2 separate regions of the Callithrix jacchus genome follow, and region 2 is linked to region 1. Evidence: chromatin contacts called from public Hi-C data. All regions are on one chromosome and are shown on one strand. Each heading gives the region's core, a stretch centred on a gene start, on an enhancer-like site or on the middle of the called end of the contact. The rest is flanking DNA. Distances are from core to core; before and after follow the strand shown. Region 1 overlaps STON2 (stonin 2). Region 2 holds the start of STON2 (stonin 2).

Region 1 (5,935 bases), core at 2,984-5,483:
TCATGAGATTTCAGAACCCCGGCTTCAAAACTATGATGAGAATGGCAGAATCCACAGCTTGCGGATAGACCGTGTCACCTATAAGGAGAAGAAGAAATACCAGCCCAAACCTGCTGTGGCCCACACAGCAGAGAGGGAACAGGTGATTAAGCTGGGCACCACCAATTATGATGACTTCCTGAGCTTCATCCGTGCAGTTCAGGACCGTCTCATGGATCTGCCAGTGCTGTCAATGGACTTGAGCACAGTTGGCCTGAACTACCTTGAAGAGGAAATCACAGTGGATGTCAGAGATGAATTCTCTGGCATTGTGAGCAAAGGAGACAACCAGATTCTCCAGCACCACGTCTTGACGCGGATCCACATCCTGAGTTTTCTGTCTGGGCTGGCAGAGTGCCGCCTGGGCCTCAATGACATCCTCGTCAAAGGGAATGAAATAGTTTTGAGGCAGGACATCATGCCCACCACCACTGCAAAGTGGATCAAGCTCCATGAGTGCCGCTTCCATGGGTGTGTGGATGAGGACGTATTCCACAACTCACGGGTCATTCTGTTCAACCCTTTGGATGCATGCCGGTTTGAGCTAATGCGGTTCAGGACAGTGTTTGCCGAGAAGACCTTGCCTTTCACACTCAGGACGGCCGCAAGTGTCAATGGGGCGGAGGTGGAGGTGCAGAGCTGGCTGAGGATGTCAACTGGCTTCTCCTCCAATCGTGACCCCCTCACTCAGGTTCCCTGTGAGAATGTGATGATCTGTTACCCTGTGCCCAGTGAGTGGGTGAAAAACTTCCGCAGGGAAAGTGTCCTGGGGGAAAAGTCTTTGAAAGCCAAAGTGAACCGGGGGGCGAGTTTTGGCTCCACTAGTGTTTCTGGCTCTGAGCCTGTCATGAGAGTAACTCTGGGAACTGCCAAGTACGAGCATGCCTTCAACTCCATTGTGTGGAGGATAAACCGACTGCCCGACAAAAACTCAGGTGGGTGGTGGTTCCCCTTCTGTGGAAACAAGCACCAGCACACGTTGTGAAAAAGCTGAGATCCAAGTTCCACATCCTGTATGAAGTGCTTGTTTTTATTGTGTGATGGAAGTGGTGATGGAGGGGGAGTGGGACCAGAAAAGTAAAAATAATTAAGCCAGGTAAGTAATGTGCATAGCAGCCCAGTTCACTCTTTTCACCCCCTCATTATCACACATCTTCTGTAAAACCAGGGATTATTCTTCTCAGCTGAGCTGCTAAGCAGCTTTGCAGGGCAGCTTCTGAATTTATATTCTTTTGGGACTCATTAACATATTAGCAGTGGTGCTGGAAGTGATTCATTTCTAGATGGCTTCTGAAGAGACATCTTTCTCACACTGCCCTCGATGTAGGTAAAAGGGCCAGTTTATGGACAGTCATGGACAAGACACTGAGAGGTTAATTTTATAATTCCGGATCCTCTGTGCAAAGCCTGTCCGTCATAATATCTCAAGCTCAGAGTTTGCCTCTGAGACTTGGGGGATGGGAAAGAAAAGTGGCCTGCAGGCAGACTGAAGATCCAGCTAGGACATGAATTTCTAAAAGGGCCAGAATGGCAGCCGACATATAAAGAAAAGAATATTTTCTTTAGACAAACAAAAAATGCTTACCAGCCCTAGCTGGGCTGCTCACAGCTATCAGGGATGCTTTTGTGCTTGAGTGAGTCCAGACGGCGGTTATTTCCCCCATGGGTCCAGTGAGATTTAGTGAAATGACAAAATGAGGGAGCACTCAAACCAGGACTAATATGCGTATTTCTTAGAGTAAGTCTGGGTGACTCCAATGGGAGGCAGCAAGCCCATGAGCTTGTAAGCCTTTAAATCCCTTCTTTTCTTTAGAATACATTTTGCCCATCTGTTAACAAAAGCTGATATGCTACCTGAGCAAAAAGAATAAGGTTTAGAAAAACTCTTGAGTGAAATGGCTTTATCTTATGTGTCTATCCTTTCTTCCATTCTCACTCTAAATCCTAGCAGATGTGTTCTGAGTCTCCCTCTCCTGCTCTGAGTGTGGAGTGGCTGTATTATTATATCCTAAGTTAATGCGGTGTGATGGCAAACGGCAATATGATCCGGCCAGCTCCCCAGGCATTCCAGGGAGTGGACACACACCAGGGCGTTCTGTATCAGACACTGGGTGTAGCTGTGCAAACTGAAGAGACAATTGGACTTCTGTGTTTGAGGCTGGATTTGCTACTCCCTGCTTCTAAACTGACAGCATTTTTTAAACCAGGTGTTCCTCTCTATGCCTGCTTATTCATTTCCCCTGAAATCAGCACTGTATTCTGCTGATGGTAGCACTGAAACTTCTACCTTATCCACAGGGCCCCTCTGACTTGGCAGAGGAGGGGAGAAACCCTGAACTCTCCTTTGACATGAAAGCCCTTGGAAAGAGACAACCATGGAATTATCAGATTTTCAAGCTGGAAGGGACCTTGGGGATAACTTAGTCAACTATTTATAGATGAGAAAATTAAGGTTGGGAAGGTGACGTGACATATCTAGAGTCATGCAGTCACACCCAGGGTCCTTTTCTCAATGCCACCGGTGCCTCCTGGTAGATGAAGCCAAGTAGACACAAATATTGTAATAAATCACACCAGGAAAACAGATATTTGCAGTTTTTCCAGTGTGTACAAATGTATCGATTTGTTTAAAAGTGATTTCTCCCAAACATTTACAAGTACTGGATGAGGGTTTTTTTGTTTTCTCTTTTACTATAAGCAACAAAGACTTAATAGCCACCTTAAGGAACAAAGCAAATTATTGGATGGGATAGCCCAGAGACCTGAGGGAAAGATTGATCAAGAAGACTTTAGACAGCTCGAGAATAGCTCTGGTCATAGAAACTAATGGATGTCTTCTCACTATGTAGCCTTAGGGACAAATCATCCCAGATTATTTTCTGTTCTTGGGTTTTTGTTGTTGTTGTTTTGTTTTGTTTTGTTTTGTTTTTGTTTTTGTTTTTGAGATGGAGTCCGGCTCTGTCCCCCAGGCTGGAGTGCAATGGTGTGATGTCGGCTCACTGCAGCCTCGGCCTCCTGGGTTCAGGCAATTCTCCTGCCTCAGCCTCCTGAGTAGCTGGGACTACAGGCACGCGCCACCATACCCAGCTAAATATTTGTATTTTTATTAGAGACAGGGTGTCACCATGTTGGCCAGGCTAGTCTCAAACTCCTGACCTCAGGTATCCACCTGCCTTGTACTCCCAAAGTGCTGGAATTACAGGCCTGAGGCACCACACCTGGCCCTATTTTTTGTTCTTTGGCAACTTGGCTCAAGAGTGTAGGGGAGAGGAGTATATTTTGACTGACGTGACCAAGACAACATGTAGCACTGGGAAGATTATTTCCCAAATGGAGAGAAAGAAAAGGACTGCTACCAGAAAAGAGAGGAAATGGACACAGGACAAGGGGAAAAGCAAAAACAGGCCTTCAGCAAACACTTTCCTTAGTGGTTCTCAGTGGAGAGTGTTCTGTTGGCTCAAGGGCAAGTGAATGCAGCTTATATGCTGTATTACATATCTATTTCCAGATTGCTTGAACCTCATTGTGGAAGACTGATGAAATATAGCACAGCATAAGGATATTGGGGATGTTTCTTACTTAAATCCTCACAGCCTCGCCCCATTACTGTCATAGTTATATAACAATATTTTCAATAGTGGACCCCCAAAAAGAGGCTTCTTATACTTCTCTGGCCAACGATATGTTTTCATACCAGGTCAGGAAATAGATAGCACCCTTTTCTGGAAACTTGAGATGCATAGGATCTGAATTGCAGGCAGAATGTAAGTTCTCACGCATTGCTGGTATTCACTGTGCCCAGCTCCTGCCCTCCCTTGCAGTGCTCCATCCGGGAAACCAGAGAATTGATGGTTATCTTTTTGTAATAGCCCTTTCCTAAGCTCTTCTGTCTAGGTGTTCAGACAGCCCTGGGAAGGTGCTTTGTACAGGTTATTTTTCATAATCCTTAGCCTTCTTTAAAGAAGCTAGGGCTCAGCTGAGGTCAAAGACCCGGCTGGCTGGAAGCCTACATTCCTGGCTGCAGTGGCCCTGCATTCCCAGGCCCCAGTGGACAGGGCAGTCAAACCCCAGGCAGCGGAGGCCAGCAGCTTTGTACCCCTGTGTTGCTGGCATCCCAAGCCTATTGCCACAGCAGGCTGTCCCAGTCCCAGCCACCAAAAGCTCAAGCAGCTACCTTTGAATTCTAACGTGACCCCACTGGCGGGGTCCAGCCCAGCCACATACGGTAGCAGCTCCCCTCTCGGAGCTCCCCAAGGACCCCTCCCACCCTCATCCGAGGAGTTTTTCTTAATCTTAGAAGGCACTGAAATAAGTCCCACTGCTTCCACAGATTATCCGCCAGGAAATGAAACTTTCTGTCCTGCATAAATGGCTTTCTTTGCAGGAATCCCCCTTCTCATTAGACCAGCTGAAGGGAAAACAGTGCCAATATGATCATCCTTATATAAGAAATTTTAAAAATACGTATTTTTTGTTGAATTTTCTCAACCTCATCAAGGAAAATGACAGAATGTATGGACTTATTTAGCACATTACTATGAATTCAACTATAATAGCTTTCAGAATTGAACTTCCTTAACTGTCCACCACCCCTACCCATCTGAGAGTTGATACTAGGATTCTAGGAAAAAATGCTGCTTTCAGAATTTGCTGTGAATACACTTTGGTGGAGTAAAAGGAGGAAATCAGTCATGTATAAAGGAAAAATTTCTCCATATTCCAAAATGTGCAAAATAAGGGTAATTAGATTAGGAGAGTTGTCCGAGTTGCTATTAAATTAAAAGGAATACTTCGGTATACATTGTTTTGATCTTATTTCACAGCAATATACTGAGGAGAATTGAGGACATAGTTTGAAAGCAGAGTCATCTCTGAATCTTATTTCCAGCTCTACCACTTAATGGCTGTGTAACCTCAGGCAATTTACTTAACCCTCTCAGAGAAACCTGATTTTTCTCATCTATAAAATAGGGTTATTAATAGCTAGTTCATTGAGAATGAAATGAGATAATGCTTTTAAGGGCTTAGTGTAATATCTGGCCTGTAATAAATGCCCCCTAAATGATAGCTTATAATTGCATCTGTGGCACACAATTTAAAAACATTGAATGGATTTTCAAATACTTTAATTTTTCCTTTTATGTGTATCTTATTTAAATTATTTTCCTAAAATCAGTGCAGATTTTTCAATTTTCCAAAACGTTATTCTTTAGAAATAACCACTGAAATATGTTACGTTTGTGAAACAGAGCAAAACAAATACTTCACTATCTCATGTTTTCCTTGGAGAGCGGGTGTGTATGTCCTCACTCTCTGAGATTGAGAAGTCCTGGCCAGACCAGTAAAGAACATTGAAATTGTTTGTTTGTGGAAACTAGGATAACTAAGGGGCTGTTTCAGTTACATAATGAAGGCAAGGTCATTTCATGTTGTTTATCTATAGCTAGTAGCTAAATGGGGGTTCTTATAGGTCAATCCCACTCTACCTGTCACTCTGCAAACTTGATCTTGTGTTTTAGGGACGATGAGGTTATGACTAAGATACAGTGGTTAAGAACACTCTGGGATCAGACCGTTAGGTTCCGTTTTTAGCTCTGCCACTTTCTAGCTGTGACAGTGGGTAGCTCATTTTACCTCCCTAAGCCTTAGCTTCCTCGACTGTAAAATGAAGAACACATTCTGACCTCAAAAGATCATAATGAAGACTCAAAGAGAGAATCTGTGTAAAAGATTTAACAGAGAAGGAGGCATAGGGTGCTTAAATGTTTCCTGTATGGCAGATGAATGACAATGATATTTCAGTGATTACAGTCACAGAACTAAGCTCTCATTCTTTTTCCTCAAAAATCTCAATAACAATTCTCAAGTGAAAATCAAACCCTAAGTTTGCCATCAT
Region 2 (5,854 bases), core at 631-3,130, 180 kb before region 1:
CATAGGCCAGATATGGTGGCTCATGCTTGTAATCCCAGCACTTTGGGAGGCCAAGGTTAGAGCATCACTTAAAGGCAGGAGTTTGTAACCAGTCTGGGCAACATAGTAAGACCCTGTCTCTACAAAAAAATTAAAAACAGCCAGGTGTAGTGGTGCATCTCTGTAGTTCATGCTACATGGGAGGCTGAGGTGGGAGAATCACTTGAGCCCAGGAGATTAAGGCACAGTGAGCTACGATTGTGCCACTACACTCCAGACTTGCGAGCAGAGCAAGACCCTTTCTCTCTCTCTCTCTCTCTCTCTCTCTCTCTCTCTCTTCCCTCTCTCTCCCTCTCCCTCTCTCTGCACACACACACACATTGTGTGTGTGTGTGTGTGTGTGTGCGCGCGCGTGTATAATCTCACACACAAAAAAAGACTTCCCCAGGTGCCTCCCTGAGAAATTCTGAATCAGCAGGTTTGGAGTGAAACCTGTCAATCTCCATGTTTAAAAAGCATCCCGGCCGGGCGCGGTGGCTCAAGCCTGTAATCCCAGCACTTTGGGAGGCCGAGGCAGGTGGATCACGAGGTCAAGAGATCGAGACCATGCTGGTCAACATGGTGAAACCCCGTCTCTACTAAAAATACAAAAGTTATCTGGGCGCGTGCCTGTAATCCCAGCTGCTCAGGAGGCTGAGGCAGGAGAATTGCCTGAACCCAGGAGGCGGAGGTTGCGGTGAGCTGAGATCGTGCCATTGCACTCCAGCCTGGGTAACAAGAGCGAAACTCCGTCTCAAAAAACAAATCAAATCAAAACAAAACAAAACAAAAAACAAAAAGTACCCCTGAGAAATTCTGATTTATAGACAAGTTTCCAGACACTAAAACAATTGGTAAGTATATATAATTGCGTGGAAAAGACATGCAAGCTAGTGTTTGGGCTACTATTCTATGATGCATTTTTGTTTATAAAACAGGATTACATATGTATGTTTGTGTGTAGAAATATACATATTAATATATAGAATAGATTTGGGGCCGAGCGCGGTGGCTCACGCCTGTAATCCCAGCACTTTGGGAGGCTGAGGCAGGTGGATCACGAGGTCAAAAGATTGAGACCATCTTGGTCAACATGGTGAAACCCCGTCTCTACTAAAAATACAAAAAAATTTAGCTGGGCATGGTGGCGCGTGCCTGTAATCCCAGCTACTCAGGAGGCTGAGGCAGGAGAATTGCCTGAACCCAGGAGGCGGAGGTTGCGGTGAGCCGAGATCGCGCCATTGCACTCCAGCCTGGGTAACGAGAGCTAAACTCCGTCTCAAAAACAAAACAAAAAAAAGAAAAAAAAGAAAGAAAGAAAGAAAAGAAAAGATTTGGAAATATATAAGCCCAGCTGCTATAGGTGATTGCCTCTTAGAAACAGGGAAAAAGAAAGGGACTTTGCATCTTTACTTGCATACTTCACTGCTTGTTTGTTTATGCATCGCTTACAGGAGCGGGGAGGAACCTCCTTGTGATTTCATCAGTTCCCAAGGGTTTGGAGAGGGAAGCCAGGGGTGAGGCAGTCAGCTGCGCTCACAGCATGGCCTCACAGCCCAGGGACAGCCCATCATGAAATCCCTTGGGTTGCCCCCACCCTGCACCCTCATTCTTCCCGCTAGCCCCAGATGGGCTCTGCCCTCGACCTGTGGCTCTTCCCCCTCTGCCCTGATGCAAAGGGACCCCGACTTGGGAGGAGGCTTTCTAGATCGCAGCTTGGCCTGAGGCAGAGCCAGAATGATGAGGTCACCCGGCACAGCTGCTAACTATTTCAAGGAAACAGGTGGCGGCTCTGGCCTCTTCATGGGCTTGGAGGTTTCTGGGAGAGGCCTCTTCAAGGGCGTCCTTGAAGCCCAACCACAGATGTCCCTGTGGTTGGGACAGGGGAGCACAAGGTAACAGTCTGCATATTGCTTCAACGGGAGGGCTTTAGAAATACCGTGCCAGAGCTGCACCCCAGACCAACAAAACCAGACTCTCCAGGATGGGGCCAAGGTATCAGCAATGTGGAAAGCTTTCAGGTGATTGCAATGCGCAACCGAGGTTCAGACCCCTGCCTAACCCTTGCTACTAGAGGCCCTGGACCAGCAGCATTCCCTGGAAGCTTATTATGCAGAATCTCAGAATCTGCATTCCAAGATCCCTGGGAGATTTGTGTGCAAAGAGCTTGGAAGCGCTGCTGCTGTAGGTAGACGCGGAGCTAGGGGCTCTGGGGGCTGCAAAAGGGGTGAAATGCTAGCTGAGCCGTTGACTTCTCCTCCTGAATGTAATGAAGATACTGAAGTCTTCGTCTTGGATTGTGGTGATGATTAAGCTTGACGACGTCTGTACCAGGTACTGAGCACTCAGTAGATATGAGCTTGTTTTGTTAGGATCCTTACTGTTTTCATCCTGAAATGCAACCTGCTCAGTTGGCCTGCCTGCTGTGAGCATGTGCTGGCTATGTTTTTTGTCCAGCTCAGCCCTCGTTCGGCAGGCATCAAATGTCTTTTCTCTCTGGGAGCCCAGACACAGGGACCAGAAAGTTCACAGCTCAGTCCAGACAGTCTCTGATCCCAGAGTTGTTTTTCCTGTGAAAATCATGTGATTGCTTCATCGTTAGGGAAAGTCAAACAATAAAAGGGTGTAGGTTCTCGTAATTGCTGTGGAAGCTGCAAATGTGGTGTGTTTCTGTGCCAGCTGGAGAGGAGAAGGGTTTGGGAAGGAGGTTGCCAAATTCTGCCTCCCAGACTTCTTGGTCGTGGTTCAGCTCTGGACTGACAGTCTGAGGAGGTGGGCCTGTGATGACTGGAGAATCAATCACTGATCTAACAGTACACAGCAGTAAGGGATGCTGTGCTTCCAAGGATAGCAGTCTCTCAATAATAGCACTTTCTTTAAAAGCCCTCTTCATTCATTTAAAAAAAATTAATAAGCATTTCCTAAGTGCCAGGCATTGTATTGTTATTTCATCATCAAAGTTACCCTTTGGGGCTAGTATTATCCTCGTTTTACAGGCAAGAAAACAGACTCAGAGATGTTTGGTTTCAGGGTTAAACAGCCACTGGATGACAGAATTGGAATTCATAGAGAGGTTCTGAGTCCACAGTCCCCCTCTGGGTCACTCTATGCTGCTACTTCTCTCCAATCCAGGAAAACATAGTGTTGGAGAATGGGGTCCCTTTCAGTGAAAAACTGGGTTGTTTGTTATCCTTTGTGCTTTTCCCTCCTACTGTTGAGACCGGCACCATCTCCCCAAGTCCCTCTGCCAATCTCTTCATTCTCAGAGAGGGAGGACATTAGTCCACTATGAACTACAGTGTTGCATTCGCAAACTGAAAGAATTGTAAATGACATCTCTTACTTTCTTTCACCTTTCCATTCAAGAAACATTTATTGAAAATGTCAAGAATTACACAGATAATAAAAAGGAGACATGGGACAGGAGTGTGGCAGAATGAGTCCTGGCCTCGGGGGGAGTGGAGGATATGTGGTAGTTTTATAGGTCAAAAAGGAGGGATTTCAGGCAATGGGAACAGCACAAGCAAAGGTACAAAGACAGGGAGTAGATCTTTATGCAGATCTATTTTTCTTTTCTTTGTTATCACTAAAATGAAAGTTTCCTGAAAGACAAGTCATTTGGAATTATTTTTATTTATTATTTTTTTATTTCATTTCATTTCTTTTCATTTTTTTGGAGACAGAGTTTGACTCTTGTTGCCCAGGCTGGAGTGCAATGGTGCAATCTCAGCTCACTGCAACCTCTGCCTCCCAGGTTCAACCGATTCTCCCGCCTCAGCCTCCCAAGTAACTGGAATTACAGGCATGTGCCACCATGCTGAGCTCATTCTGTATTTTTAGTGGAGATGGGGTTTCACCATGTTGGTCAGGCTGGTCTTGAATTCCTGACCTCAAGTGATCCACCCGCCTCGGCCTCCCAAAGTGCTGGGATTACAGGCATAAGCCACCACACCCAGCCCACCAATTGGAATTTTTAAGAGCAAAGTTTATTTTGAATTTTAAATGAATTCAAAATAATAAAATTCATAGTATCCAAAAATTCCTAACATTATGACCCAGGCATTATCCTAAACACTTGATGTACATTAACTCATTCGATCCTCATAAGGACCTATAAGGTGGGTGATGATATCCCCATTTTAGAAATGAAGAAACTGAGGCACAGAGAGGCTAAGTAAATTGCCCAAAGCCTGTTAGATGGTTTAACGATTGAGTGACTGAGCCAGGATCCAAACCCAGGCCTCCTGGCTCCCAAATCTTCAATGTTCCCCATCTGCTATATTGCCTCTCCAAGGCCAAATAGTCTAATATATTGCTGCAGCCTCTAGCAATCGCATTTTGGAAGTACTTTTTCTTTTCTTTTTTTTTTTTTGAGATAGAGTTTCACTCTTTTTACTCAGTTGCTGGAGTGCAATGGCGCAATCTCAGCTCACCGCAACCTCCATCTCCTGGGTTCAAGCAATTCTCCTGCCTCAGCCTCCCGAGTAGCTGGGACTACAGGCATGCACCACCATGCCCAGCTAATTTTTGTATTTTTAGTAGAGGTGGGGTTTCACCATGTTGACCAGGATGGTCTCGATCTCTTGACCTTGTGATCCACCCATCTCAGCCTCCCAAAGTGCTGGGATTATAGGTGTGAGCCACTGCGCCCGGCTGGAAGTACTTTTTCATAACTCATTTCTAGTATACAGCACAGCTGTGGCCCAGGAGACCTGTGGCTTTCCTATAAATATCTGTGTAGTAAAATAATAATAGCAGTTAATATTGGTCGAGTACCTGCTAATATTTATCAAGTTCAAGGCATATTTAATGCTCACCGAAACCCTCTGACAGAAGTGGATTGTTCTCCCCACTTAGTAACTATAGAAGTAGAGCTCAGAAGCTGACCCAGGTTGGCCCAGCTAGAGCTGGCAGAGCTGAGTGAGCCATCCAGGCCATCTGAAGCCAGAGTGTCCCTTCCCAGCAGCACTCCCATGGGGCCTTTCTGTCATGGGAGTCATTTAACTTTCCTGTTTCCTGGTTTTCTTGTTTGTCAAATGGGATGAATAAATAGTATCTGTGTATAACAGTGTAGATTGCAGAGAATTCTCTGGTGCACAATCTCATTTGAATCTCCCAGCAAGCCTATCAAGAACAACACCCCTCTAATGAACTCAAGAGATCTTTAGGTTCTAACCACTGCTTTCCCAGAGGGTGCTCTCCTTGGTAATTCACAGGCTGGTGAGGCAATCCACACTCCAGGCAGTTCCCCTGGATAAAGAATCCAGCCTAAACCTCTGCCTTCCACACACTGCCACTGGTGGGGACAATAGAACAGGAAGAGCAGTCTCGGGCCAGCCACAGTGGTTCATGCCTGTAATCCCAGCACTGTAGGAGGCTGAGATGGGAGCATCACTGAAGACCAGGAGTTGGAGACCAGCCTGGGCAACATAGTGAGACCCTGTCTCTACAAATAAATTAAAAACTAGCCAGAGATGGTGACACACCCTTATAATCCCAGCTACTTGAAGGGCTTGAGACAAGAGGATTGCTTGAGTCCAGGCCTTTGAGATTGCAGTGAGCTACAATTGCACTACTCCAGCCCAGGAAACAGAATGAGACCCTGTCACTTTAAACAAAACAAAACAAAAAAAGAGTAATCTCACTGATGCAAGGAATGTGTATCCCTTTCCACAAAGATTAAGACTGACCAAGAAGAGAATTATGTCCCCCATTGATCAGAAGTGAGAGGGTACATGGAACAGCAGGGCTCATTGGCATTCTGGGGTGATGGCCTGGAAAGCCCTGTACGGCAATAGGCATGACTGTCCCTAGAGAACTGGTGGGGAGCCCACAG

The links. A called contact is a pair of places that touch in the nucleus more often than the background predicts.
Region 2: a contact with region 1 is called in a Hi-C map of skeletal muscle, with 9 times the contacts expected there. The contact joins the promoter of STON2 here to the enhancer-like site in region 1. A contact is called at or near these places in 3 of 3 Hi-C or Micro-C datasets (induced pluripotent stem cells and skeletal muscle).

The regions. Positions count from the first base shown.
Region 1 is chr8:116,225,794-116,231,728 of calJac240_pri, reverse strand. It overlaps STON2 (stonin 2), which reads left to right. Exons shown (of 8, transcript XM_078335559.1): 6 at 1-974. Among named protein-coding and RNA genes, the nearest start is that of GTF2A1, 43 kb to the right of the region's middle. Within about 2 kb of position 4,233, at least 2 of the 16 cell types and tissues checked have an H3K27ac peak or open chromatin away from gene starts, as enhancers often do. A contact at or near this core is called in skeletal muscle, where this site is marked.
Region 2 is chr8:116,406,143-116,411,996 of calJac240_pri, reverse strand. It overlaps STON2 (stonin 2), which reads left to right and starts at 1,880. Exons shown (of 8, transcript XM_078335559.1): 1 at 1,880-2,352.